2 separate regions of the Cyprinus carpio genome follow, and region 1 is linked to region 2. The links are chromatin contacts, called in public Hi-C maps. All regions are on one chromosome and are shown on one strand. The core of a region is the stretch at or near the end of the contact, and the rest is flanking DNA. Distances in the headings are between cores, read along the strand shown.

Region 1 (7,097 bases), core at 1,838-4,337, 82 kb before region 2:
ATATTGAGTATAACATTTAAATAGCCTACATTTCTTGCAATAAGACTGCAGTACAGTCAGATTAACAAATCTTTCTATTTTAATTCACTTTGCAGATTCTCTCTTTAAAACATCATAGAATATAAGTCTGCAGATTCTATCTGGGCCTACTCACGAAGCTCAGCCAACTGAACTGAGAGAGGGAAAAGCATAGCAATACCACAGTGATCATTTAGTCAAATCTGTATCGCTTTAGGGACAGAAAATTCTGTAAAAAATGATGGACAGACATGAACAGTCTCAGCCAGGCTTTCCTTCTCCATGTTATGCAGCACAGGCGCTTTCCCATTGGCCTGCACTAGCAGGCGGGAAAGTATGAGAAAGAGGGAATTCCTGTGGCTTGGCATGAAGTGCTCAAGAGGCGTGGCACGTTCTCTGTTTACAGGGCCCACACTGAGAAACAGCATCTCCAAGGAGCCACCAAACTCTGCTGTCTTGTTTTTACTCTCCTGTGTATTTGGTTTCTAGTCTATCAGCATCTCAAATAGGAGGGCAAAGAAAGCATATGCTCATGGGATAACCCCGAAATCCCACTATTGGTGGATCTTGAAATTCTTCCCATATGAATCAGTCATACCTTAATCTTGAACTGTTTTGTTGTGTGAAACGTTGTAAAAGTAATTTGGAGGTGTTCAAAAACAACAATACTAATATCGCAATAAAACAATCAATAAAAAGATTTATGGTTTATTGTGTTAACACACAGGATGTGTTTTAAAACCAAAACCAAAAAAAAAAAAAAAAAAAAAAGTCAGTATTTGCATGCTATTTATCCTATTTATATATTTTACAGTATCACTTTGTTATTTGAAAACTGGGTCACTTATAAAGTTCTATTTTAGTTAGGACAACTCGCTAGGTTTTGCAAAGAAATGTTCTAGCAAACAAAACAATTCTATATACACTGTATATATATTATATACAGCACCAATACTGTATTCTATCCAGATGAACAGATCACCAAACATACTATAATTCAATCCAAATGAATTCCACATTCCCCCTCAGTCCTCATCTTAAACACCATGCTTAATGTGAAATACTATTGGTTTAATGCCTGAAGTAAATTAATAACTGATGCTTTTGGGCTTTGTTAAAGCACTCCAGAGAGAGCAAGCAGCCCGCACCAGGCCAAGAGTGGAGCGCTTAAGGTTTAAAAGCCTATTTCAATTTCAGAGTGTTTTGCTCCATTCCTTTTTACACACTTCTCCATGAAGTCATGCCACGGAGGGCGAGTTACGGTACGAGTCACTCCGTGTGCTCTGCCTAGAAGCATACAGCAGGTAATCAGACCTCCAAACATTCAACAAACTCACTTTTCTCTAGCAGAAAAGTACTCCAACCATTTAGCACAATACAAGCTTTTATAAATGCAGCACAATCTTTAATGTCACTTAACATTCACGAGTATTTTAATGCATACAGACCGGTCCCATCCACTATCATTGCAAGTTACCAAGATTTTTGCTTTATTAAGGAAAAGGAATGACAAATGGGAATTAATATAGTTGTTTCTGCATATTAAGATGGTATAAGAGGAAGCATTTTGATAAAATCACACACACGACAGAACCACTGAGGCAAACCATATCCAAAGATGAAGAATACTGTATTCGTGCATGGCTTAATATCTTGTGTAAGCGCAAACCTGACATTTTGGACTCGACAGACAGATAGAATAAGGTATTAGCGATTCACAATACACCGCATATGCACCGTTAAGAGGATTTGTGCACATAATGCCAGCCCAATATAGATGAGACTCGACGACATCACACATCAGTCCTGTTATGAAGTGCACGCATATAGTCATGGCAGGAAAAAATAAATGTAAACTGGGTATGTAGGCCGCTGGTGTCAGCTGTGATAGAAGAAACACAGCCAGGACTGAACTCTACCTTGTTAGTCACAGTGTTGATTGCCAGCGTTGGAGAGGCACTTCCAGAGATGATGCAGTCCATTCCCAAGTTATCCGACTCCAGGCTGTACGGCGTGGATGCCTGCAGGAAAACAAAAGAGACATACTCAGCCAACCAGGATGGAGACAATGAGGGATGTGAAGTGACTTTGATTTCTATTCAAAGGCGTTTGGTATTACTCTGGTGCAAAAAATTTAAAAGCATACGCAGTGAGCGTTTATCAACAACAAAAGAGCAACACCTTTTATTTAGGTCAAAATTGGAGGCATTCTGGGAAAGAGATGAGCAGGAGAGAGGAACGGCTCCCTGTGCTCTGTCTGCTCTTGCTGGGGTAAAAGATAACTTCAGCACGCCTGTCTCCCAAAACTGCTTATTATAAGAGGATTGCCTGGCAACAATGCGATTTTTAATTTGTGATAAACATAAATGAGATTTAGCTAAGTCACAATTTTTAATGTCAAAGAATTTCTTAAACGAGACAGCAGGAGGATGAGAGAGAGAGAGAGAGAGAGAGAGAGAGAGAGAGAGAGAGAGAGAGAGAGAGAGTGTCTAATAAAATATACTCCTAATAGCGAGCGTCGCACTTTGCACAAACAGAATTCCCACTTATTTTTGCATGCAGGATCAGGCTGAGAGAGAATGGATCTAATTGGAGGTTTTTGATGTGAGTGAAGTGAGTGTCAGTATGAAAAATGTTTGTGTGTGGCCTGAGGGCAGAGCTGTGTGCCGAGAGAATGATACTCTCACTGGAGTCTAGAGTGTGGCAATTATAAATGACACCAGCCTAACTGCCTGACCATACAGAGGAAAACACGCGCCACCAACTCAACACAAGAGGTCAATTAGGCTATCAGACTTATCACGTGATTTCTGACATATACACCTTTTGTCCAACCAATTTACATTCTCTTAAAGGGACAGTGCACTAAGGGTGTGCGATATGTATAGTCTCTGATAACATCACAATTGTTGTTTTAACAATGTATGAGCAGCCACTTAGTACATCACTCACTTTGCGACAACAAAACATGCCTTCATATCATGCATTCCATGAGCTTGATGTAGTCTGTTATACCATTACTTCTGTAATAAAATCTAACGTGAATATCCCACATCCCACAGTGTCACTACAGTAAATCCATGGTAAATGATGGTGATTTGTAGATTGAAAAGCCTTCTTACTGTCTCGTTGCACACAGTGTTTCTCCTATTGGGCTTTAAAGTAGTTTAAATGACAGAGTCATTTGTGTTCTTTGCTCTATTTGCGCTTCACACTGGATCTCGTAGCGCTGTTTAGTGCTCGCATGACCGAGTAAACACATCTGCTCTAGTGAGCTCGCGCTGCGCGGAAGTTTGAACTTTGATCCGAGCGGATAAACTTTCCGTGTGGCACGATTCAAATGAGTCATGCTGTTTCGTTCCACTTTAGGTGCAAAAGGATTATATCAAACATTTATCGAGGAAATTTATATCGCGATAATTATCGTTATCAAATTATCGCCCAGCCCTACTCTGGATATATAGTAACAAAGTAAATGACAATTTTTCTCCTCCACCAAAAAAACAACTAATGCTAATGTAACTAATGTAAAATATACATGAGAGTCAGGTACTACATTACTATAATATTGAAGGTTAAAATTAAATGATTTACATACACATGCTTGAATTACACAAAATTTTATAATAAGTTTAAGTACACTAAGTTTTTATAATAATAAAGTTACAGTTACTTAATTAGATTCCTACTCCAATTAGTTTAGTGAACAAACATTTAAATAGTGGCTGTCATAAAAACTTGATGGATTTATTCAAACAAATTAAACATTGAAGAACAGTAAAAAAATATATAATAAATGTTATACAGTGCTTATTTTTAGCTAAATGCTCCTCTCTAGCATTCACTTTTCTAGCTAACTAACAAGTTTTTGGTCACCTAATATGTTTTTTTGTACAATGTACAAAACTTTTTGTGAGTTTTTGGATGCAATGGGCGCTACAATATACCGTTCATTAACTGAAAACAGGTCAGCCCAAGTTATAATTTTGTCAGTATCGCACAATAAACTTCTTGGTGTCTAAAAACAACTAGTTCAAGCTAACATCCCCCCCCCCCCACATTGTGATGCCCTGATAAATAACACGCCTCTTCGCAAATGCTCTTTTCATCTACATGTCTTCAATCCCCGCCCCTTGCTCTTACTATAGCTAAACTTTTTTGGTTCGCCTGACTCCGATCCACAACGCAGGGCTGAACAAAATGATGCAAGATGCCTCTGAGCCAGGTCAACCTCGAAGGCCAGCGTCGAGTGCAGCAGAGTTGTATATTCCGGTGAGCACTGCACATAAATAATGGAAGGAAAAAGCTCTGGCTGAAAATAACCGGCGCAGAAACTCTGCATTAATTGATGTTTGCTAAAAAATGACTGCAGAATGCAACGTATGTAAAAGCTGCCTGGGGCACAGTTTATTAATAAGCTGGACCCCCACTACAAGATAAACTGAGCCACACTGAGTGAGACAGCTATATAAAAAGATATGAGCGCGCAATCAGAAAACCTGTGCGCAGCACAAATGTAAAGCACCGACTCAGACATGAAACAAAGCCAGTGTTATCAAATGAGGAAATATTCAGCCCGTCTCATTCTCTTCTATCAACACACCAAGCCCATGTTGTCACATATTTCTGGCCTTGTAAAAAAGCAAAAACCCAACACAGGCAGCATCATGCTAAAGGCAGACTGTCTGCAAGATAATGCTGATGGAAAAAAGAGACTTGAGCAATATCTTTATTTTGGCAAAACTAATACAATACTATGTAAACATTAAATCTTAAATGTGGTTGCCTGGTTGGTTTTGTTTGTTGCTCTTTCCAAAAGATAAAAAAAAAAAAAAACGTGCAATGAGCCATCAACACATACTCTGAAGAAATGATATGGTTTTCTGCTGACCTTTAAAGTTGAAAAAGATGAATCAGACTACAACAGGTTAAAACTTTAACACCTTTAACCACATAAACCACATAAAACAACATTTAACAACAAGTAATCATAACTTACACACAATACATACTAAAACAATATTTATTTTTCTGTAACATTTATTTTAAAATGCTTCTATATATTATCTTTGAATTATTTCAGTTTTTAATATCATTAAACTCATCTGAAACCGCAAAATCTTGGGTAAAACAATTTCTATTTCCATGGCAGTGTAAATCAAATTTTTTTTTTAGCATTACATCACTCTGCAACTAATCCATACCCCAAAAATAAAAGTACAATAAACGGATTAAAAACAATAAAAAATCAAAAAAAAAATTCACACAACTCCAGTGAAGCAAAAAGCTGTTTGTTTGTGATAAACATATTCTTCATTTAGATGTTTTTAACTTCAAATCACTGCTTTTCAAGACATTAACTAATGGACTGGGTTTGTGTGGATTACTTGTGATGCTCTCATTCTGACGGCACCCATTCACCTTCATTGAGCAAGTGATGTACTGCTAAATTTTTCTGAATCTATTCCGATGAAGAAATAAACTCATTTTGGATGACCCAATGCTGAATACATTTTCTTTTTTGGGTGAACAATTCCTTTCAAATTAAGATATTTCTTGTAATTCAACCCTTGTTGTTTTTTTCTTAGATAAACCAGGGTTCCCACTGTTTTGAAAAACATCAATAAATGAGGTAGCCTCTTTCTAGATACATGCAAAATATCAAAATCTTTTAATTGCATGGACATTTTTTAATTATTTTTCTGGTTATGCAAAGCTCTTATTTAGTTTTTTATTATTGTATTAATTGGCCAAAAACTGGCCAAATACTGTTTTTTAGTAAATCACAAACAACTGGAAAAGTTATGGGGCCTTTTAATATTATTATGGAGAATGGGGAGCCATAAAATTACTGTGCTGGAAACACTGTAATAATCACAGTGGCAACTGAACAGTATCTAAGCAACCACAGGGTCAAGAGAAGTGATGGAGCAAATCAGTGACATTGAGCTTGAACTGGGAGAGCGAGACACTCACTGTTTTCTGCTTTTTGATCACTCCCAGACTCTAAGTAATGAGCTGAGTTTGACTTGAGAAAGTCTGTATGTCTGAAAGCCGACCCCCAGGGGGGGTCTCGGAGCACACACACAAACTTAAACGCACACACAGACACACACAAAAACACACAAACAAACTTTCACTCACCCGCTCGCCAGACCGTGGCCTCTTCTTGGGTCGTGTGGGCAGCGTGTCCTCCTTTGGATTTGTGTCGATTGCCCAGTACGAACCCTAAAAACAGGATGAGGATGGAATATTAGTCCCAAAGCAAGTCATCATACTCTAAAATAGTGGTCAACTTAAAGGGGTCCTATTATGCTTTTTCACTTTTTCAACTTTAGTTAGTCTGTAATGTTGCTGATTGAGCATGAAAAAGATCTGCAAAGTTACAAAGCTCAAAGTCCACTTCAAAAGGAGAATGAAAACTACAATGAATGACTCGTTTGGACTACAAAGCATATTTTCTGGGATTTGCACAAATCACAAATATCGACGAATGGGACAAGACCTGGTTGAGCTGCACTAGAGAAGGCAATGAGTGTTATCACTATGTCGGAGACATGCTAGCTTTTCCAAGGCAGATGAACTTAGAGTGGTTACAATCATCTGGGTTTAAATTGTGCTCAATTTGATTTTGATGCAATATTTAGATTGAAGCTTGCAGGTGGCTATGGTAAGGGCATACATTTCCTGAGCAGGTGCCGAGTGCTGCCAACACAACACACACTGGCCCAGCTAACCAATTACAGCACATTTCTATTTCAGAAGGCGGGCCTTCATTTGATACAGGAACTGTTTGAGCTGTTCATGCCAGACTGGGGAGAGAGGTGTTGTAATAATGTAAAATATGTGAAAAAAACAACCTAGTATGAGAGCCTGTTCTATTACACCCAACAAACAAAACAAGAACTTTGTAAAAGGGCTTAACAGGACCCCTTTAAACCCATTCAATAAAACTTTGATGAAAAACAGAGCACGATAATCAGCAGGGTTTCCAATAGAGAAACTTCTGTAATCAGATGCTGGGCACATTCGCCAACGTCAAACACGTGCAATTTTTAGTTCATCAAAGTTTCAGCAGG
Region 2 (6,845 bases), core at 4,306-6,805:
GGAAGTTGTTTGAAAAACTCTGAACCAGTGCAGCATTCCCATATCCACCCATATCTAGTGAGGGGCTCTTTAAAAATTCATTAATTTACAGCAAAAATAGATTAAAGCACCCAGCTGAGCAAAACTCGAAATTTGGCTCCTGAATAACATTAATAATAAAACAGCTCCCAAAAGCCCCGGGGGTTTCGCCTGAAGAAACTGCGTTGGCTTCGGCTCACCTCGTAACACCTTGTGAAAGGCTCATTTTTTGTAAGTGCTAAAATATTTTATTTGTCATTCATGAGAATGAATTAGTGCTATCAAACGATTAATCGCGATTAATCTCATCCAAAATAAAAGTTATTGTTTTCATAATATATGTATTTGTACTGTGTATATATTTACTATGTATATAAAAAAGACACAAACATAGTTTTGAAAATATTTACATGTATTTATTTATATTCATATAAATTATATAATATATTTAATATATAAATGTAACAATTTTTCTTAAATATATACATGCATGTGAGTGCCCATATAAACAAAAAATTAAATTAAAAAATACAAACACAAACATTAAAAAAACAGAAACTTTTATTTTGGATGTGATTAATCGTGATTAATTGTTTGACAGCACTATGAATAAATTTGTTCAAAATTGTTCTGCTATTCAACGTCAATCCACTTCCAATCTGATCATAGCCTTGAAACTGCAAAATTAGCAACCAGTGGCCCAAAAATGCCTGGAACTGCAGTTACTGTAATTGCTCTGGTCAGTTCTAAATGAGGTTCACTTAAGTGCAATTATCCCCCACTGATCTTTCACATAAAGAGACTATTTGAACATGAAAAAGTGGGCTCACACAATATGACTGCAAACAAGATTCAAATTGGAATCAGAGATGAATGGCTTCATAGCTCATCTGCATTCTAGTGATGAACGGCCTTGCTAATGAAGACCGAGCTACTTACTTTCACCACTCGCACAGCAAGGCTTCATATTGGTTTTTGGCATAACAAGAGTCTCAGCATGTAAGCCATTATTGCAACAGCCTGAAACGGACGGGCCAAAATGGTTGTATAGTTGTCCAATAACAGATCAATAACAGATATATTTGAAGGTGACAAAAGCAGATGCTATTCACAATTAAGTAGCATCCTGAGCACGTGCTTTCATTTTGCAGGCTAAAAGACAATTACAGTGATAATATTGTCAGAATTTGACAGTGATTATAAGATGAGAGGCGTTTAGTGAAGCTTTATTCACACAATAGAAAACAGACTAAAAGATCAATCTTGGGATTCACAAAATTGATAAGTTCATCAAAATTAAAATAAACTAAAATTGAGAAATCAAAATGTTAACTAGACTTTCAACCTCAGACTAGTTGATTATGAAAATATGTTCTATCACATCAATGTGACAAAAAGAAAGGAGAACATTCTATGAAAGGACTATAATATTAATGGTGGCAGCTTGTCTGAAATAACACTGCTCACCAGAGTGTAAATGCTTCTGCGTTTAACTAATAAACACTAATTATTTTAACACTAGCATTGCAAGAGTACTATGCTCTGAGTAATTTCTATGCTTTGCAAGCACCAACATGCAGTACTGATAGCCACTGAGGCTTATAATACATATCACAAAAAATAAACAAAAAGCATTTTTATCCAAATATTTAATGTCACTGCCAGAAAGAGGAGGGGAAGCAATGCAAAGAGTGGTTACTTGATGGGCAGTTTCTGTGCTGGGCAAGCCATGCATTTAGCTTTGCCTGGACCCCATTTACCAACAGGGGTCTGATAACTTCATCCCACGGACAGCCATTTGAATAATCGCTTCAACAAGGGGGAAAAATGAAAAGCCTCTCAGTGAGACAGGGCTGGGCAAATGGCCACAGCTGAATTCCAAATGAGCTACTGGTATGTGAAAGGTGAGGGGCTGTCTCTTCTTTGCTCACGTCAGACTGCTCAATCTACACATGCCTTGCTGCTAATTCCATGTCATAACAGTGCTTTTCAACATCACAAACTAAACTCTGTCCGATTGTGAAAATCTAATGAAGAAAATGGGAAGCATACCACTTGTTGCAACCAGACAGAAAAAGAGAGAAAATTATACACTGGTTTCACACGACACAAATGTAAGAGAACAGATGTTTGTGCTGCACAGCTGGAGAAAGGCTTAACTTTTCTAAATGTGGGAAAAATCTCATCAACCAACTCAGCAGAGTGGAAAAAAAAAATGCTAATACCTCAGGAAACTCTGTAAACAGTGTAACGGTAAAGACAGCTCATTACACTGAACACCGTATAGCTCCAACGTATAAAAAATTAATATCACAGTCACCAAAGATCTAAAGCGCCATACAATGCCCCATTTAGAGTGTGGCCTATGGCGTCGTTTAGCGATGATAAAGTAGGTGGAATGCATAAAGCAAGCAGTTTCCAGGTGAGTTTAGACATAGCGGCAGGATGCCCACTGAGGCCTGAGGGCAAAGAGACGAGTCTGTATGCAATACTGCAGCGGAGGCCTCGTCAGATCCTGGCATGGGAACAGTTATGGTACGCTACAACAGATGCCATGCTTGTGTTCTTTAAGAGCTCCCATTCCAGCCCATTTAGCAAAACACTAATGAACAACATACAAAACAAGTTGAAAGATAAAAGACACTTAAGGGGTAATACCTTTCTTAAGACAGCATTTAAAACCAAAGTTACAAAACCTTCTTTCATGCTACTCTCAGTTAGCTTTACTATGATATTAGGCCCAAAAAGTTATAGTACATGCAATCAGATTAATAATATTAACAATTAAACAATGTAAATAATGGATCATTCATGTGCTGTACAATTTCATGCCATCATCTTCTAGAAAAATATGTTACAAAATATATATATATTTTTTATTTTTTTAGAAACAGAGATTAATTTTAAACTGACTGATATTTCAGGTGCTTTATTTTTTTTTCTTTAATCAAAATGTTTCAAACAAAACGTATAGCTAGTAATAATTTCATTTTTCCCCCCTGTATTCTTAATATCACTTTCCATACTCTTAACATGCCACAACATACATTTAACTAACAAATGCTAAGTCCCCAAAGACATCATCTTCCAGGAAATGATATTTTTGGGGGGAAAACAACTGCAAAAACATGAGCAAACAGCAGCAATGAATTCTGTTATGCTGTATGGCATCACATGATCAAATCTGATAAATTATGTATGTATATGCAATGCATACATACACAACATATAAAGTCTGCTATAGCTTTTAGCCGTTTTATATCAATACAAAAGTACAAAACATTACAGAGATCAAAATGTACAAGCATAACATTCATGACCCAAATCACTTTTTGTGCAAATGTAACAATGTTCTTGATGCAATAATTGTAAATACTAAAATGCAGCGGTTTCAGCACAAGAACCACCAGGCGTGTTCTGACAGGCAACTGATAGTTCAATCATTTTCTACGTTCTGTGAGCTGACAACCCAAAGACAAACAAGTCTGGTGCTAACGTGAATCTTTCACACTATTGTACTGCTACACTGACTGGGTGGGGAAAATATGTCCCGGGTAGTTCGCATATGTCCATCATTCAGTATTTTAAGCATGCTGGTACATAATTCAACAGTCTCTCCATTCGTACTCTACTCTTTAAGTGAAGGAGGAGGGGAAGAAAATCCTATTATAACTAACAGAATGCTGTTGGTCAATCCTCATCAGGCCAATACAAATTGTAACATGCATGCAAAAATATGCTGACAAGCTGTCATTGTCAACTTAAGGCAAGACAATACAGGCAAAGCCATTGTCTTTTCATGGCACTGGTCAATTTTGCGGTATTGGTCTATTTTGCTTCTATAACGTGTCTTTTTTCAGAGTAGCAGAAAAAAAAACCACCCAAATTCACATTTAGATATTTATCTATTTGCATTTGCAGACTTCAATTACAATACATATTTTATAGGCTGTTTTCTCAGAATGACTTTTTTTCCTGCACTGAGACAGAAACCTTCACTTCAGTTGCACTTACTGAGTTTTAATCCTATTTATAGTCTTTACAGAGTGGCTTGTTCATATATCATTTACCTGTCTGCATATAGCATATATATCCCCTCTGTAAATTTGAACTCTTATATGGCAAAAAATTAAAATAAAACAAGAATTCTGAACAGGGGTTTTTCTGCATTTGCATATTTAAACATATCATTTCGGGGAAAAAAAAACTGGAATGCAAACAATTGTCATATTGTACTGTGATTACTCAAATGGGGAAGTAAAGTGACATCTATTTGTTACTATATTCAACTATGATGTCTTGCCTTAATGTCAAATTATGGTGGCTCCATATAAATTATAAACGTTTACGCATCGCGATATAAACAACAAGAAATCAAATTCAACCCAGAGCACAACATGACAGTAAAGGTCTGTTCTTGCAGTAACTAAAAGGGAAAATCCAAATACCTGACAGGCAGCGGGTAACATTCCAGCAGCTGGCTAGACGGGGGACTAGTCTTGCATTGACTAGATATGACAGTCTACATATGATGTGTATACAAACTTGCTAATAAGTCACATGAATTACATGCAAGATTAGAACTGTAGAGACTTACTGCGTCTTATCATCACCTGTCGCATATGCTGACAGAAAGGCAATAACTCACGCACAACTTCATAAAGTTGAACTAAATGTTTCAATAACGCTCCATTAACAATATTGCATCTCTGTTTGCACAAAAACCGAGCTCGTATGCATATTAATGGCCCCACAAGTTGGCCAGGATTCGTATTTAAAATGACAAGCAGCTGCCGCGCGTCTGTTTCCAAAATATTAATAGACACGGCCTCCACCTCCAACTACTGTTAGTTGACAGCACCAAAAGTTGCTCGTTTGGCAGTTCCCGGTCGAAAAGCCCGCTTCCAGCTCGGCTTACTGACCGAGTTACAGTCACAAATATTTCAAGTCACACGCCTGTCAGATACGCGCACAAATAGCAGGCGAGCTAAAGTAAAACTGGTGGCTAACGTTAATTAGCAGCTCACTCTCGCTACCTGTCTGACAAAAACCATATTGGCGGCTAGCAGCTTGCTAACTAAACTTGTTCTGCTGTGACAGAGGAGCTTGCAGTGTCCCCACCTGCCCCCGACCGACGGCGGCAGCGACGACATACCACTTGAGGCCTGAACGTCTTTCCTCTCGCTCTGCTCAGAACTTCAGCAGCACACAACTAACAGTTAAAGTCGACCATTTTTCGCGGGCCCTGATTTCAACTTCGCGAGCTCCATGTCGCGAGCTCGTAACGTTCAGCCGCACTCACCCGGGCTCGCGTCCGCTGCTGGAGGCCAGTGCAGGTCTGTCAAAGTTAGCCGTCCCCTTCCTTTTTTCGATCACAGCTCCCTCTCTCTCCTCGAAACGAGCCTCGGCGCTACGTGTTTATCGTGAGTTTGAGACCCGCAATCCCTTTACCGGTTTGTCCGTAGCGTCTCCTAGCTTCTCCGCCTCTCTCTCTCTCGCTCGCTCGTTCGTCTTTCTCTCTGAATAGCTAACATCCGGGGACTGCGCGGATCAAAATTCCGGAACTACTTTTGGACATTAGCCGGAGAACGGCCCACAGTACCAAGCTGCGACAGGCTTTGCATCCGGAAAGTAGTGCCTTTAGTGTACAACAATTATTAGCAATGGCTTTTCACATTTGCCCTAATCACAAAAATACCATACAATAAAAACAATATAGAATATGAAATTTACTAGTCGATTCAAAAGAAACTATTATTGCTACAACAGCACAGATCATAAAGCCTTTGTCGAAAGAGTAGCAGTTTGTCCGAATATAAATGAGATATTTAGGTGTAAATAATTCAAAACATTTTTTTTATTATTATTATTATTATTATTATTATTATTATTATTATTATTATTATTATTATTATCATTATTATTTCATAATAAAATGAAGACAGTTTTATGTGGTTATTAGACTTTATCTGGTTTTAAATCCGTCCATTCATGGATATTGAGTTAACACAGTGGATGATTTCGTCAGGTATCTTCGATAATTTTAATAATAAAAACTATTTTAAATATTAAATGCCTAATTGATTAATAAGAAACGTTATTGCGGCTAATAGTGCAGTTCACAAAGCCTTTGGCAAATAGGTAATGATATCTATACAGGCATACTAACATTATTTTTCATAATAAAAAGATGTGGACAGCACCCCAAAATTATTTAATGATGAAACAATGAAGGTTTAAAATAATAATAATGATAATAATAATAATAATAATAATAATAATAATAATAATAATAATAATAATAATAATTTCAATAAAGACGTTTCCCCGCTGTGAGCTGTTTGTCTGGAGGAAGAACAATATTCCTCATTTGTTTTAATTTTGTGGTACACTGCGTGCTTCTGTTTTCAAATAACTACCTAATTTCTAGTATTTTATTATTATTGTTTTCTTATTTTAGTTGTGAATCTTAAAATAAAGATTATTTATTTCTAGGATGTGTAAATATCACATTTATAATGCTTAGTTTCTATGACCCCAGTCCTAAATGTTTGCAAAATGATTTGCATCTTTTTAAGCGGTAAAATACTTCTAATTTCGTATTGCTTAGACAATGCTGCCCCCTGTGAACCGAGATGGGTGGGTTACATTTACATTTTAGGGGGTGGAGACCGGTGAGTTTAGGTATACGCAAGGTGGGAGGAGTTAGATCTGATCCAAACACGCCCCCTGGACCTTGTGTTCTGCAGTGAGGACCAAAGCAGAGAAGAACAGTCATCTGAAACCTTTATTTTGGAATTTTCACAGTAGCCCACTGAAAGAGCCAA

Evidence for each region. Hi-C and Micro-C count contacts between places; a contact is called where the count stands out from the background.
Region 1: a Hi-C map of liver shows a contact between it and region 2, with 4 times the contacts expected there. The contact joins the enhancer-like site here to the promoter of LOC109098297 in region 2. A contact is called at or near these places in 3 of 8 Hi-C or Micro-C datasets (liver and skeletal muscle).

What each region holds. Positions count from the first base shown.
Region 1 is chrB11:14,867,576-14,874,672 of ASM1834038v1, reverse strand. LOC109098297 (forkhead box protein J3-like) reads right to left here. Exons shown (of 12, transcript XM_042734086.1): 4 at 6,163-6,246; 5 at 1,938-2,039. Among protein-coding and RNA genes, the nearest start is that of LOC109074782, 24 kb to the left of the region's middle. Within about 2 kb of position 3,087, at least 2 of the 8 cell types and tissues checked have an H3K27ac peak or open chromatin away from gene starts, as enhancers often do. A contact at or near this core is called in liver, where this site is marked.
Region 2 is chrB11:14,788,548-14,795,392 of ASM1834038v1, reverse strand. LOC109098297 (forkhead box protein J3-like) reads right to left here and starts at 5,555. Exons shown (of 12, transcript XM_042734086.1): 1 at 5,321-5,555. ppcs (phosphopantothenate--cysteine ligase) reads left to right here and starts at 6,821. Exons shown (of 4, transcript XM_019112352.2): 1 at 6,821-6,845.